Linked DNA regions of Sus scrofa: all the other regions are linked to region 2. A link is a contact called in public Hi-C and promoter capture Hi-C data. All regions are on one chromosome and are shown on one strand. Each heading gives the region's core, a stretch centred on a gene start, on an enhancer-like site or on the middle of the called end of the contact. The rest is flanking DNA. Distances are from core to core; before and after follow the strand shown.

Region 1 (3,016 bases), core at 467-2,966, 860 kb before region 2:
CTGTAAAATAAAAGGCTCTAACTTCTGAGATTCCCTGGGTCCCTAACAAGCTATATTTCTAGGGTTTCCCCCATGCCCTAGTACTCCAAGTTCACATGTATGAAGCTGATTTTTGCCACACTCAGTAAAAGATAGGTGACTATCCCATGTTGTTACTTCTTTTATTAAAACTCTATTTTTTTACTTTTATTCCTTTTTTTTTTTTTTTTTTGCTTTTTTTTTTAGGGCTGCACTGTGGCATATGGAGGTTCCCAGGCTAGGGGGTCTAATCAGAGGTACAGCTGCCAGCCTATGCCACAGCCACAGCAACACCAGATCTGAGCCGCGTCTGCAACTTACACCACACCTCATGGCACTGCCAGATCCTTAACCCACTGAGCGAGGCCAGGGACTGAACCCGCAAGCTCCTGGTTCCTAGGCAGATTTGTTTCCGCTGCACCACGAGGGGAACTCCCTACTTTTATTCTTATTTATTTATTTATTTATTTATCCTTTTTGGACAACCCACAGCATATGGAGTTCCCCACAGCATAGGAAGCTCCCCAGCCAGGGATCAGATCCCAGCCACAGTTGTGACCAATGCTGGATCCTTAAACCCACTGTGCCGGACCAGGGATGGAACCTGTGAGATTGCTGATCCCATTACGCTATAGCAGGAACTCCTTTGTTTTTATTTCTTTCTTTTTAAATTTTATGTCAGTATAGTTGATTTAAAATGTGTTTTATTCTGTACAGCAAGGTGATTCAGTTATACATACATATACTTTTTATTCATATTTTTTGACCTTATGGTTTATCGCAGGATATGGAACCTAGTTCCCTGTGCTATACAGTAGGACCTTGCTGTTTATCCTTCCTATATATAATAGTTTGCCTCTGCAAATCCCAAACTCCCAATCCTCCCTCCCCTCTTCCTTCCCCTCCTCCCTTGGCAGGCATAAGTCTGTTCTCTGTATCTGTGAGCCCAAAATCCTTTTTCTTTTTCACAAGCCCAGGGATAGTAATAAAGATAGTTAATGAAGAACACGCTCAACAGCTCACAGAATAAATTAATTTTCTACCCTTTTCACTGTCTTTAAAGTGACGTTTTCTAATGAAATAAACTTTATTTCACTGTAGCTATTAGAACACAATTTGATTTGTTTCAATAGATTCCTTGAAAGATAAAAAAGCAGAATATTTGTCCTTTGAAAAGATCCATTTTATGACTATGAAATGTAATTCATTTCTATACTGTCAGTAACTACAAAAAATGTCACATACATACTAAATTTACATCCTTTTTTGATAAACTGATTATCCTGTATCCTTAAAAATCAAACTATTATGATAAAATAGCATGTTTGAGGAAGACAATAGGCCAGAAATATACACACAATAATAGCCTACTAGAATTTGCTTTTTTAAGTCTCAGGAGATTTCTCTGCAGGAAGATATGGTCCTTTTAGGTAATTCCTGGCTCTTTATTCACCAGAATTACTCAGCTCTGAATGACATCTTAGAAGCTGCCTTGGTTTGGCATATATAAATATCAAGTGCAGGCGGCTTGAAACTAACAGGAAATACTCATCACGAAACGAAACATTTAAAGACAGCATTAATTTTTAAAAGGTGGCTAAATGTTGAATCATGGCGCTACTTCAATCAAGTGGCAGGCATGCAATTTAGAGACTGAGGGTAAAATGAGACTGCACACCATTATCTTGTGACTCAACTCAGAGAAATGGTTTCTCCATGGAATGCCCGGGAAGCTAAGATGACTCACAATTTGCAATAACAGTCACACTATTCCAACCGAAAAACGAAGACAACAATAAATAAATAAATAAACACTGTCAGCTCATTTTCAACAGAGCACACTCTGAGTCATGGTTTTCCGCAGCGGGGAATAATGGCTTCCATCAGTGATGAGCTTAATGAGCTATGAAGGTAGGTTTGTTAATTAAACTATTTACAGAGGTTTCAAGAGTCATCTTTCCTCCTGACTACTTTTGAAAACAATTACCTCATCTTCAACAAAATTACCCGTTAACCTTCATCTCAGGAGAAGAGGAATAGCTAAACACAAAAGGATGGTGAAGGAGGCCTGCGATGCTGGAAAGCAGTGCTTTGTTGAATCTTCTATTGAATCTGTGGGCTGGGCATTCACTGAGACCCTGCAGCCACAGACAAGAGCAGCCTCCCATGATCCGTCCTCATGGAGCTGGTGACCAAGCAGGGAAGCGAGGAATGGGCATGTGCCTGGAGATGAGGTGACAAAAGCAGAGAAAGGAAGCTCGGGGACAGTAGAATTACCAAACTGGGTCTGGGTGTGAGGGCAGAGGTCAGGAGGTAGCTGAGGATGCCACAGTAAGGCTTGAAAATGAGCAGGAATTAGCCAGTTCAAGAACAGAGTAAGAGCGGTCTAGGAGAGACAGAATCATGGGCAGGGGTTCTAAGAAGAGATCTTGAGACCTTTTCCCAGAAATGGAAAAAAAGTATGAATGGACATAAAGATCTAGTTTGACACTGCCCTCGGCTCACATCAAATTATGCAAGGCCAGGAACCCACTTTAGCGATAGCAGACATTTTTTCAAAGGGCAACTACAGAATCTTCAGCTATGGACAGACCTAATCAGATTCATATTATTTAAAGATCACTCTGGCCTCGTTGCAGAGAATGGATGGTTGAGGGGCTACTGCATAGTGTAAGCAAGAACTGATGGCTTGGACTAGAGTGACCTCCCAAAGCTATCAGATCCTATCATTGCCCTACTCAAAACCCTTCCATGCTTCCACTACTATTACATTGAAACCTTCTTTTGGCCAACAAGCTTATACACGTTTGTGCATTCCTATATCTACATCTTTACCTCTCACCTTCACAGCTTCATTCATTAGGCCTGAGCAACAGTGCCCTGATTTGAGCCCCTTGAATGGATAAAAGTATGTTCCCAATTCAGGGCCTTTATACTGGCGATTCCCTTTGCCTGGAGCCCTGTTCCTTCAGATGCTCACTGACTAGGTCTCATTCAT
Region 2 (3,380 bases), core at 856-3,355:
GAAACCTTTAGCAAATGTTTGTTAATGATCATAACAAAGGCATCATTCAAATTAGGCAGGTAATTACTACCAGAAGGACAACTGGGTGCTCACTTGCTCATCCATTCTCTCTGCTTTTAAACTCGGAGGAATTACGGCCGAACCCCCCCCCCCCCGCTTTCCCCCAGCGCCCAGTCCGCTATCCGAGCCCCTTTAAGCGACTCTGAAATGAACTGTGAAGTTACCATTTGCGGGCGCGGAGCGCTGGGGCCCTGCGTTCAGGAGACCCCGGCGTGACCGGGCTGGCAGTTTAGCAGCGGCAAAGCAGGCCTTCCTGGGTAGGCTCGCCTCGCCTTCTACCCTTTTGGGCACTTGGTATAAAAACTTAGATCTCAGCCTGACTTTATTAATAGCTTAAAGTCGGCAGCCGCTTTTCCCATATTATTCCGCAATCGGATTTGGGGGGGGGGGCTTTAGTCCCCCGTTCGTTATCTACAAACATTACGGTATCCTGTTAGCATTCCGAACAAGGGGCTGTTCATACATTCGCCTTCAATGATTTCCTGAAGGAACATGTGGAAGTAATAGTGAGCAGCGCAGTCACCCGGACTGAAGATGCACGAGAGGCGGTTGAGCAGAAGGGCTGGGGGTATGAGGCCCCAAGCCCAGCCTCATGCCGTCTTCCCGAGCCTGACCCCCCCAGGAACCGGTCCCAGTTCAACACAGCACCCCTTACAGTACTTTTCTGTGACCATTCCCGAAGGCTGCTATTCACCCTCCTGATGAGGGAGGTGATGGCTGTCTCACGTCCCAGTCTGAACCAGGCTGCCCTAGCCATTCTCAGAAGCGGGGGTGGGTGGAAGAGGGAGATCAGGGGAGTAGAGATAAAGGATGAGTCCCTTTACCCAACAAGAAAATTCAAAATTAGAGAAGGCGGGGAAGGTGAGTGTGTTCCCCTCCCCCCCGCCCCGGCTCGGAAGCCCCACTCCATCCAGGTCTGGTTCCTGGAGCGTCAGCGCCCCCTTTCCTTCGCGAGCAGGATCGCTCGCTCTCGGTGCCTTCCCTTGCCTCGCTCCCCGCCCCATAATTTGGGGCTCTGCTCTCAACCCTAGGGCATTGGTACCGTCCTACCCACAAGGCAGGAGGGAGCGCTGGGGGAGTCAAATTGCACCCTCCCCCCTTGAACGCAGAGGTGGCAGGCTGGCTGTAGACGATTCTCCAAACGCTCAAGCTTGAGCCTTTTTGTGTGCGTGATAGAAGCCAGGACAACCTCGCCCAGATAACCATGAAAACAAAGACATGACAAGATAAGTGCGCCGAGGGAGTAAAGGTCGTTCTGTCGGAGAACGTTCCAAACCTACGCAGACCCTCGACTCTTTGTACCCTCCTTCATACCCGTTTAAACACACACACGCACACGCGCGCGCACACACACACACACACGCACAAACCCCCAAAACACCCATCATCTTCATATTAGACTCAACAGTTTGCCTAATCCCATTAAAGGATTAGCAACCGCACGGCACTTTCCCTGAAAGACCCCAGGTTCAAAATCACACAACCGCTTGGAAACCTCTCCTGATGGCCCCATTTATTGTTGGGCTAGGAATTTCTCCAGAAGGGACACTTCTTGATTCCAGATTTATATTCTCTCTGAGCATTAACTGCTATTTTACGTGTACTTTTTCTTCCTTTCGAAGGCAATACAAAGCAACATAGCAGCGTAAGAAAATATCCCTCAAATCTGGAGGCAAACTCATTCTGGAAATGATGGGCAGTGTGTATTTTCACGAACCTCTTTCCCGGCAGACCGTCAACACCTCCCCCTTCCACCACCCCACCCCATCTGGTCTGCTTCTCCCCGCCCCCCAGTTGTTGTCGAAGTCTGGGGATTGGGGCTGGACCCCCTGATTGAGTAAAAGCGAAAAGCCAAGGCACAATCTGGAGGCTGGAAGATTCTGAGCGCACGGAGTTCGAGAGAAACTTTTATTTTGAAGAGGCCAAGGGGAGGGGGGGGCTTCATTTCCTGACAGCTATTTACTTAGAGCAAATGATTAGTTTTAGAAGGATGGACTATAACATTGAATCAATTACAAAACGCGGCTTTTGAGCCCATTACAGTTGGAGCTAGAGGGAGAGAAACAGAGAAGGGGACTCCAGGACAAAACTGAAGGCCGTGGACATACTTTTTGCTCCATGTGTAGGATTTTCATTGCGAATTGACATAGGAGGAGAAGGTAAGGGAGGAGAAAAAGAATTTTTTGTTTCCAAGAGAAGTCCCTGATCAGGCTCTTTGGGCTAGAAGTGAATAACTTCACTCAAACCTTGGGCGATGAGGAAAAAAAAATTGGAGTCGAATTCCAATTGTGTGTCCAGAGAGTAATTTATTTTGAATAAACTTCACTTGGAGGGAAGATAACCATAGAGTTCGAAAGTCTAGGGATTAAAAACAAAACAAAACAAAACACATTTTCCAGACCTATTTTTAAAAGCAAAAGTTGTTTTTCTAACAACTCTCTGGCCTTCCAAAGAAATTGTTTAGGCTTACATTTTTGAGGTTTCTTTGGGGGTTGGGGGTGGTATTCGTGTATACTGGGACGAGCACCAAGTAATGCTGGGAGTAGGGGCAGAGGTGTTTGCCCTCTTCTTGGCAGTGGGTCCTGGAAGGCGACAGGTTTTTAATGAGTATTTTCATTCCTCGCCCGCGGTTTGGCGGGACAACGCTGCAGCCGGTGGTGTGGAGAGCGGCTCGGGGACCGAGGGAGGTGGGGAGCAAAGAGCGCAGAGTGAGGCGCGGAAGGGGTTGAGGAGGAGGAAGGCGTGAAGGGCTCGGCTGGAGAGGGCCGGACCTTGGGTGCCCGCCGGGTGCACATGGCGCCGACCCAAAGCGCGTAATTACTGGACGGCGCTGCGCCCGGTGTGAGCCTGGGCCAGACTCAGCACAACCGTGGCGACTGCGAGACAAGCAGAGGGGGCGCGGATTTGGGGAGCTCCCCAGTGGTTTGGTAGGATCAGTGAACTGCGAGGGAGAACGGGCGCCAGCCCCGCAGAGCGCTAGGGTTGTGCGCCCTAGCGCGGGGGCGACGGCGGCGCGGGCGGGCCGGCAGGCAGGCAGGCGGTCTGGAGTAATGACAAACACATTTGGCCCCGAGTGAAGAAGTCGTCGTCGCCTCGCATTCCAGCAACTGGGGTTTGAGGAATTTCGAACTGCACTCCAAGGGGCCCTCATTGTGCGCAGTGGTCCCCACCCCCACCCATCTCTGCGCGCCCCCTTCCTCCGCGGAACGGTTCCTGCACAGCCCAGGGCTCTGCTGCTGCCGAGTCCTGGCCGCAGGAAGGAAAGAAGGAAGGTCGCCAAAAAAAGTGCAGAACTTCTTGTGGGGGAAGTTAGGGACAAC
Region 3 (3,342 bases), core at 490-2,989, 810 kb before region 2:
CTTAGGAAAATAGATGTTGTCAAATAATTACTATATGATGACATAGACACAGGCCATGGAATCAACACAGTGTGCAGCAAGAAGTGATGAGCTCTGCAGTACCCACCCCCCAAATAACTCCAACCTCATCTATATACCCTCTCCCTCCCTCACTCCACTCCAGCCACATTTTGGGTTCCTTGAAAACACCAAGTATGCTTCTGTTTCAGGGCTTTTGCATTTCCTATTCTCTCCATCTGATAAGAGTTCCTTCCAGAAGTCCAAAGGGTTTATTTCTCTCACTCAGGTCTCTACTCTTGTACCACCTCATTAGAGTGGCTTTCCATGACCACTTGACATATGGAAGTTCCCAGGCAAGGGGTCGAATCAGAGCTGCAGCTGCTGGCCTACACCACAGCTCACAGCAACGCCAGATCCTTAACCCACTGAGTGAGGCCAGGGATCAAATCTGCATCCTCATGGATACTAGTTGGATTCATTTCTGATGTGCCACAACAGGAAGTCCCTCAAGAATTGTTAAATAAATAAACAGTATTTATTGACCAGAGAGCAAGTAAACCAATTGGTTGATTCGTAAAACTCGAATGGATTTCTTTCTAAAAAGTGAGTGTTCTGTCTGAAAACTTTACAACAGAAAGACTTCAGAGATCATCTAAATTCAGCTTTCCTATCTTATAGATGAGAAATCTGAAGCACAGAGGGGTGGATTACCTGAGGTCTTGCTACTAGATAGTTTTAGGTAAGAGCTAGACCAACAGTTCTCACACAGCATATTTTCTTCTCCTTGAGAGATGTGTTTTCAAAAGTAGCCCCAAAACTTGGCAATATCTAGTAAAATAAAAACTTCACATACTTTATGATAAAAAAAAACCCTGTTGTACAAAACAGCAAGTCATTTACAAGGCTTGTTGTTGTAGTTTTTTTTTTCTTTTTTTTTTCATGAAAGTGGGAAGTTGAAATCATTCTAAATGCACATCAGTAGGGAACTAGCTGTATTCATTTTGTGATAGCTATGTTATGGGATATTATGAAGGGCTTAAAAATGGACATAATTTCATACATATATACATGAACATGGAAAGGCTCTCCAAGACACTGCTAAATAAAAATCACTCACATATGGGAAGGATTCCCCAAGAAACTGAGTAAAAAAACCAAACAAAAAACAATCCACACAAAGATACACGCATATTGTATTCGTTAAGACGGGTTAACTTCAAGTTTTTCCAGCAAAACAATGCATGTGAAGAAAATATATATATAAAATTTCATAACACTGCCCATGAAACAGGAAAACAAAGGCTACCTCTGTAAAGGAGAATAACAGATAAGAAGTGTTTGATTTTTTTACCACGGACAATGCGTTATTCATTTACTTGGCTTTTATTTGCTGTTAATTTTTCAAGAAAGTGGGCTTGAATTACTGTTTGTTCTCTAATGAGAAACAGGGACTGAGAGGTAATGATTCTGTGTCAGGTTTGATACATGTAAAGAAAGAAACAAGGCCTTTCGTAAGATTAAAAAACAACAACAAACAAAAAAAAACCGACTGAGAAGAAAAAGTAAACACCAAAGGCAGAAAGTAACAATGGAGTACTCTCCAGGAAAAGCAATACGGTTTACCAGAGATAGGACTGGGGGAGGGGAATTCTAGACGACGCACGACGTTACAAGAGGAAGTCACGCTAAAAAACCAAAGCGAGATTCCACGGGAGGCGGGGCCAACTACGATGCGCGTGCGCAACCAGGCTCAGGTGGCCGCCGCCGCTGCGGAAGCAAAGCTACCTAGAGACGCCGCGCCGCTTGGGTGCTGGTGCGCGTGCGCGGGCGCGGGCGGAGCGGCGCCGGAGTCGTCTTCTTTACCGCCGCTGCCGCCGCCGCCACGGCCGTCTCTCCTGGATTTGAGTCTCGCGCTTTCTTCGTTCGCTCGCCGGCGGGTTCGCTCCCCTCTCGAGCCCCCGGGCAGCGAGGCTTGGGAAGGGGTTGGAGGGGGCTGCTGATAGCCGCCTTTAAGTTGTGCTCGGGGCGGCCATGTCGGCCGGCGAGGTTGAGCGCCTAGTGTCGGAGCTGAGCGGCGGGACCGGAGGGGATGAGGAGGAAGAGTGGCTCTATGGCGGTACGGAACTTCCTGTCCCTTCTCTCTCTCCCGGGTTCTCTCAGGCCTCTCCTCCGGGTCTGCCGACGGCTGGCGTCCCGGGCCCCTGACGCCGCCGCCCGGGGCCTCTCGCACAGAGCCTCGTCCGGCCTGACTCAGGCCGAGTGCGGCGTGCGCGTCCCCCGCCCCCCTCGGCCTCTGGACGCCCAGCCCACACCCCCTACGCGCTCCCACCCCGCGGCGGCCGCTCGGGGCTGGTCCGGGGGCGCGGGTCCTGGCCCGCGGTCTCTCCCTCCTACTCACTCGGGCTTCTCGGACGCCTCGCCTCCGCGCTCTTCGTCTGTTTTTTAATATCGCCTCTAAGCTGTGTTGGTGCGGCTCCTCTTGCCCCTTGACTGTAGGATGCCCTTCCTGTTGCCAGAAACAGTCATTCTGTAATAATAGCTAAATAAAGTTGATGCTGTAAAACTAACGTCTTGTTTCTTGATGGTCAGTTTGTATGGAATGCACCTGCAAGGGTACCTCCTTGTCTGAAAGTCGTGCTTTAAAATAATAATTAAGAGAGAGAGAAAGAGATGGAATACATTATGGCCCATAAAGAAAACTCTGAATGTCTCCTGTATTAAGGTGAAATTTTTCTTTTTTAAGAGACTACTCTTAACCCACATCATTGAAGTATCTCATGTCCCTAGGCTTATAGTTTTCAGTGTCATCTCATGCATATTTTTTTCACAAATAAGTTCACTACATCTTTTATGGCCCCTTTGAAAGGGACTTGTGTGACACTGATTTTTAACTTCCATCAAGTTACGGTCCCTTCTTGTTTGTTACTGATACTAATTTTGAAAGTTAATGTTTTTTCCTTGCCTAAAATGCATATTGATTCTCTTGAGAATAGTGTAGTAAAAGACCACGTTTAGGCACCGTGCAGCTCCTGGTGATGTGATTAACAAACTTTGATTTTGATAAACTTGTAAAAGACATCTTTTTTTTGGTGGCAAAATTTAGCATTAGTAATACTCTGAATTGTAAATGTTGAGGGTTTCTTTTACACAGATCTAGAAATCTTTAGTACCTTTTAAATTAAGCTTACTTTTATAGAAGTAAAGTCTGATTTTTTTTTTTTATTTTTTTATTTTTCGTAAAAGACATATCTTGTTAAGTTATTATAAGGTGATCTAACTTTGGATGTGCTTATAGGCCCATGGGACGTGCATGTGCACAGTGATTTGGCAAAGGACCTAGGT

Evidence for each region. Promoter capture Hi-C pulls out the DNA fragments that hold promoters and counts their contacts. Hi-C and Micro-C count contacts between places; a contact is called where the count stands out from the background.
Region 1: a contact with region 2 is called in a Hi-C map of embryonic fibroblasts, with 3 times the contacts expected there. The contact joins the enhancer-like site here to the promoter of PDGFRA in region 2. A contact is called at or near these places in 6 of 47 Hi-C or Micro-C datasets (embryonic fibroblasts, epiblast stem cells, fetal skeletal muscle and 2 more) and 1 of 2 datasets of contacts at active chromatin or transcription factors (skeletal muscle).
Region 3: a promoter capture Hi-C map of fetal skeletal muscle shows a contact between it and region 2, with 4 times the contacts expected there. The contact joins the promoter of FIP1L1 here to the promoter of PDGFRA in region 2. A contact is called at or near these places in 4 of 5 promoter capture datasets (fetal liver, fetal skeletal muscle, liver and 1 more) and 7 of 47 Hi-C or Micro-C datasets (adipocytes, embryonic fibroblasts, fibroblasts and 3 more).

What each region holds. Positions count from the first base shown.
Region 1 is chr8:40,105,920-40,108,935 of Sscrofa11.1, forward strand. The region is part of intron 2 of SCFD2 (sec1 family domain-containing protein 2); the gene reads right to left. Among named protein-coding and RNA genes, the nearest start is that of SCFD2, 38 kb to the right of the region's middle. Within about 2 kb of position 1,717, at least 5 of the 83 cell types and tissues checked have an H3K27ac peak or open chromatin away from gene starts, as enhancers often do. A contact at or near this core is called in embryonic fibroblasts, where this site is marked.
Region 2 is chr8:40,964,463-40,967,842 of Sscrofa11.1, forward strand. It overlaps PDGFRA (platelet-derived growth factor receptor alpha), which reads left to right and starts at 2,106. Exons shown (of 24, transcript NM_001315756.1): 1 at 2,106-2,219.
Region 3 is chr8:40,155,524-40,158,865 of Sscrofa11.1, forward strand. FIP1L1 (pre-mRNA 3'-end-processing factor FIP1) reads left to right here and starts at 1,740. Exons shown (of 17, transcript XM_021101251.1): 1 at 1,740-2,116; 2 at 3,296-3,340. The coding sequence starts at 2,032.